2 separate regions of the Gasterosteus aculeatus genome follow, and region 1 is linked to region 2. Evidence: chromatin contacts called from public Hi-C data. All regions are on one chromosome and are shown on one strand. Each heading gives the region's core, a stretch centred on a gene start, on an enhancer-like site or on the middle of the called end of the contact. The rest is flanking DNA. Distances are from core to core; before and after follow the strand shown. Region 1 holds the start of sox11a (SRY-box transcription factor 11a). Region 2 has its middle 62 kb from the start of rsad2.

Evidence for each region. A called contact is a pair of places that touch in the nucleus more often than the background predicts.
Region 1: a contact with region 2 is called in a Hi-C map of skeletal muscle, with 4 times the contacts expected there. The contact joins the promoter of sox11a here to the enhancer-like site in region 2. A contact is called at or near these places in 2 of 6 Hi-C or Micro-C datasets (both in skeletal muscle).

Annotation. Positions count from the first base shown.
Region 1 is chr15:7,835,931-7,838,630 of fGasAcu3.hap1.1, forward strand. sox11a (SRY-box transcription factor 11a) reads right to left here and starts at 1,429. Exons shown (of 1, transcript XM_040199993.2): 1 at 1-1,429.
Region 2 is chr15:7,721,745-7,724,525 of fGasAcu3.hap1.1, forward strand. No RefSeq gene overlaps it. Among protein-coding and RNA genes, the nearest start is that of rsad2, 62 kb to the left of the region's middle. Within about 2 kb of position 1,492, at least 1 of the 9 cell types and tissues checked has open chromatin away from gene starts, as enhancers often do.

The DNA of each region.
Region 1 (2,700 bases), core at 179-2,678, 110 kb after region 2:
ACCCCCCCCCCCCTTCCGCAACTCTGCGCCCCCCGCCTCCCGCGAGAAGGCTCAGCTCAGTTGTGCTTCGCGCCGGTTCGTCCGCGTCCGATGCCGCGGTGCGTCGTCTCGAGCTCTGCACTCTTGTCCCACAGACTTACAAACTGCCTTCTTATAAACTAGTTATCCGCTTTTTCGCGTGCCCCGCGTCACGGTCAGACATCCAATCAGGGCTCTTCGACTCCGCCCAGCGGACTCCGCCAAGAGACTCCGCCCCCCTTTTATTCCTCCCCTCCCAGCCTCCCAGAGCCTCTCGTTGGAGCGGAGGTGGTGGGGGGGGTCTGTGGTACTCAGTGTCTGGGGCAACACGCCGGGCGAGACAGGCACATTAAAACAGACCGTTAGCACCACGCGCTCCTGAGCGGCGCGCGCGCGCCCGCATATATTTACATATAAGACTAAAGTGGTCAATTCCCTTTTTATTTTAAACACGTGAGAGAAGGGTTCATCCTCCAGGCTGGCAGACAACTCTTTGCAGATGTGTCTGGAGGTAAAAAAAGAAAAGAAAAGGTGTAGGCTGTGTGACTTCTCCTCCCTCAGGTCGGATACTGAAGGTGGCGCTTGGACACTGCTGCAGGCGCGCGGTGACCGCCTGTCTGCTCCAGGAGGACGCGTTTCAGCAGCTGGTAGCGGCTTTAGAGGAAGACTTGCGGGGCCATCATTAACTCCAGTACTACCGTACTTATTCCAGGGTTTTAGCTTGGTTTGGTTTTCGGTTTTTCTGGCAGCGGGGGAGGGAGGGAGGGAGCGAGGGGGGGGTCCTTTCCCGTCTGTGTTTGAGTGAAGGAAATAGGTCAGTAGTGCGGTCTGCTTTATAGATCTTGTGTGCGTGCGCGCGCGCGTTTGTGTGTGTGTGCGCACACAAATCACAGCATTGTAAGAACGCATGATCCAATGACTTGCATAAACGTACACAAGTAATTTCTATAAGTCTCCCCTGTTCAATATATTAAATGAACATAAAAACATGCTGTTCTTCTCATTTTGTTTTATTCATTTGGAGGACGGCTCACTTTGTATAAAACATGCACGCACAGCAGTGAGGCGCCTTCAGATGGCAACATTAGGCTGTGATGCCTGCAGTTGATCCCATACAGTCAGCCATGGGAGGAAGGCTCCCTGCTGGGTCTGCTGTGTCAAGAGGCGGCGTAGCATCTAGCTGGCGTCTCCTGCGCCCCGCCCCCCCCCCCTCTCCCCACGGCTCTGGGTGGTAGCCAGCAGTGCTGTTGGAGGCTGGGGGCGATAAGGCATCCTGCTTTTTCTCCCTCTCTCTCTCTCTGCTTCGTCCCCTAGAGGGCAATCACTTACCCTTTTGAAACCCTCCCCCCACCAAGCCACCGTATTTCCCCCAGCTGGGGGTTTAAGAAGTCTCTCCACTGATACAGGGAGAAGCTGCTAGAAAGGCAGGGAGAAAGGGAAAGAAGAAAGAGGCATTTGGAGGTAGAAAGAACGCTGAGAGATAGAGAAGCTCTGCCCCCCCCCCTTCAGAGTCTCTCTCTCTCCCACTCTCCCTCTCACATAGAGATAGGGCTGAAATGCTTTATCATGACCACCCTGTGCTGATGAAGCCTTATCAGATGTATACGTCAAAGCAGCAGCAGCCTCAGGAGGCTGGCGGATGCACATGCATGTTTAAGCGTCAGCCTGCTCTTTTCTCCCTTGCTGGATTCATCGGAGTGCTGTTTGATGTTCTGATCAGTGCGGAGCCAGACTTGGGTGGAGGAGGTTATTCCAAAATGAGCGGATTGCAGGTTATCATGTGTATGAATAACAAAAAACACACTTATTACAGTCCGATATTCCAGTTTGTCTTCTGATTCTGATCTGCCCAACAAATATTTGTTGAAACATTATTATTGCACATCGATGCATAATATGGTTCAACCTTTTTTTTTTTTTCGCCGACACCTCTCCCCACCCCGCTCCGACCAGTCCTCCTATAGGACGGCTTCATGGTGGACATGAATCACGAGACAGCGTAATGATGAGGGTGCAGGGGGGGGGGGGGGGGCTGTCCGGCTCATTAGCATGGCTCATTATTGGCTGTGAATGGAGGTGCTGGTGTTCGCCCATTCCGCCCATGAGTCATCCAAGGGAGGGTCTCACCGCCGCGTCTGCCTGACACACGGATGCAGCAGCAATAAGCCCCCCTCCCTCCCTCCCTCCCTCCCTCCCACCCGGACCGCCTCATTCAGTGACTGGGAGCTGTGATTAGAGCGAGGACGAGAGATAGTTGCGGGATGCTGAAACGTGTTGTGTTTTCCTTTCATTTTCACTCTGGAGATTACGAATGATTAAACAGTGAAAATCCAGAGAGCTGCATTATCACGGCGTGTGATTTCTAATACCACGCACTTCCCAATACCCCACCGGCTGATGTTTTAATGCTTATTTGCCGCTTTTTTTTGTGTGTGTCAAGGGAGAGGACATTTCATTCTAGAGCGACTGTGAGTGTTGAATTAAGCGGTGTTTTTCTTGTACGAACACTGAAAGAGGGTTTTCAGGAGAAAAAAAAAACAATTCCCTTTGCATTGCTTATCTAAAAGCCCCCCCCCAAAGCAGCTGCTGCTCTCACAAAAGGCCAGCGAAGCGTTAGATCAATACTAACCCCGGCTAGAGGCTATCTGATGCTCAAAATGCACGGATCCATCTCCTCTGCAT
Region 2 (2,781 bases), core at 242-2,741:
TGGACAAAGATGTCTCAGATGGCCCTCGAGTCGTTTGCTGTTGGCTGGTTTTCTTAACATTATTAAGTGGGACAGGTGAGAAACCTCTGCTGATTCTGCTGATAAACTATGTAAATATCTCCAAGAGCACCATCACACTACTAAAAACACGGTGTTGGGCGTGTGAAATTAGCATTGGCTGTTAAATCAGTCGCAGGAAATAAACTTGCACAAAGGAGACAAAATCAGGAAAATATCATGAAAAAGGATTGAATTTAGATATGCTGATGTATGTTATGTTGGACAAACTAATTTTAAAGCTGATTTATATACTGTTTTTTTTAGCTAAGACCTTAACGCCTCCACCAGTCACAGTAGCAATGGACAGATTGGCTTCTAATGGTTATCCAATACTATGCAGCAGTACACCTGTGTGTTGTTTAATAAGGTGAACTGACCTTTCATCACGGTTATAAATCAATGACATTCTCCACATGGAAGGACTGCATGCAAATGCATATTATTATCTTCCCCCACGTAAACACACACACACACACACACACACACACACACAACGAAGGCTACATATTCATAAGAAGGCAAATCTTTAATTCACACGTTTCCAAGGCCCCGCGTTCATACATGTGCTTCTTGTCTTTTATACGTACTCTCTCACAAATAAAGTGCCTTCAACACTGCTGGGATGTGATGAAATCAAAATAAATTCATCATTCGGTACAGTTTTGTTTGAAAAAGGCCTATGAAATGACCGTGGTAATGGTGAAGGGTGAAGCAGAAATAAATTGTGTTTGATTGCAGGTAAATAGTAGATGTTTGTGTTCGGAGCTTTTGAAAGAACCTGCTCGCCTTTCATTCTGTGATTCAAATTCTGCTGCCGAGGCATAATGGCCGAGGAACATCTCCGTAATGAAGGCATTACCAGCAGCAGAATAGAGTAACAACAGTTATGTCCAGATTCCACTCATTTACCTCCCACATAATACTTCACCTCACCCACAGCAGCGGCAATAATGGCAAAATCACAGCTAATGCCGTCTCATCTGTCAGAGAAAACAATATAAAAACAATGTATTTCTTATTACTCCGTCCCGCTTGCTCCCGCTCTCCTTCTCCCTGCTTGATAACTATAAGTACAACCCTAAAGCACAACAGAGTGCTTCCAGTGCCGACATTAAGTGGCGGCGCTTTCTCCTCCTGCTGCTGTTCATTCTCCAAATCGCAATTTGTTTTTGCATCATCAACACAAAAGAAAAAGCGATAAGCACTCACTGTGCGCATAGGCATACTTTTTTCTCCTCATGGGCCCTGCCACGGGCCCGGATGGAAAGGTCCACACACCGTTGTCTCTCATTGTGAGCGTGTGCGCGCACAGCGGTGGGTGCAGGGGGAGGGGTGTGTGTTTGGGATGCGCTCCCGGCCTCTCTAATAAGCCACCGGCTTGATGCCACCGCTCTCCTGCATGGGAGGAGATAAGAACTGGCAGAGCAGTGGTGTGGGCTCCCATTGAAACCCAGTTTGCTACTAAGCCCCCTCAATGCACACACGCACACACACACACACACACCACCAACACGACGCATGTGCACCTCGCGCGCACACGCACCTACACACGCGGGCTACAAAAGGCAGCCCCCAATGAGGTAACGTTGTGATTACAGATGCAAGAGCGCAGACGGCGCGTTGGGAATACGAGGTGGAAGGAGAGAGGAGGGAGAGGGAGAAAATAACAAGTATTAAGTCCACTGAGACAGCATTAAAAAAGCACAATGCTCCGCTTGCTGTTCAGAAAGAGTGAGACTAGTGAACTGAGGAATCTCGCCTTTTTTTTCTTTTTTTTTTTCTTGTTCAGCCTTTGAAAAATACCAAACCAGCAACACTCATCCCAACCTCATTTACCATCTTTCCTTATTTTTACATGCATCAGCAACAGTAAGAATTACATTATTAAGGAGGAGTTTTGAATTCGTGGGGGCAAAGGTTTTTTTTTCCCATTTGCATATCAAACCGTGTTTTTCAGGCCACGGGGGAGTTGAGTTCTCTTCTTTATTGTTTGAGATTAACCCCATGCAAATGGAGCAGATGCCAAACTCCAATAAATCAGCATTTAAGGCAGTCGTCTGTGGTCGACATTGTTGTGAAGGCCAATCCGAACCTTCCACACCCGATAGTCAGTAATTGTGAAACTGTTGCATATCCATCTGTGGAGTGTTTCGTAAAAAGGAAAGAGAGGAGTCAGCCTTTATGTTGGAGGAAGGCTGAAGGGCCACTTGCTTTTGTAGAGAATTCTATCACCTCGTTAGCACATTTACCAGCGAATGACCATCAACTGTCAGCCATAAAAATCAGCTGCCGGAGGCCGGTGTGTCATTCAGCTGGCTTTCCTCTCTGTGTGTCTGCATTCACTTGCAAATATTTTGGTAATAGACTTACAATCAAGCTGCTGACATGGCTGACAATGGTGACTGTGGATCCCTTCATCAACCAAAGTGTGTTGATGCCTTCTTTTTACAGCAGGTGTTGTGAAAAGCCTAAATGTGCAAAATCCTGAGCCTGTCCCCTTATTCGCACTACAGAAATAAAATAAGAAGAAATGATTTGAGTTTGTCAGTGTGTTTACATGATGGTATAATTGGAATCTTTGCTTAGTCGGACTATGCTGTCTTTCGGGGGGAGGTGCTATTATGCCAATATACATGGCAGTGAATAAATCGAAAGATGGCGAACGGAGAGCAAGGTGAAGCTACATCCCTCTATTTTTGCATGATATTAATAGGAGTACAG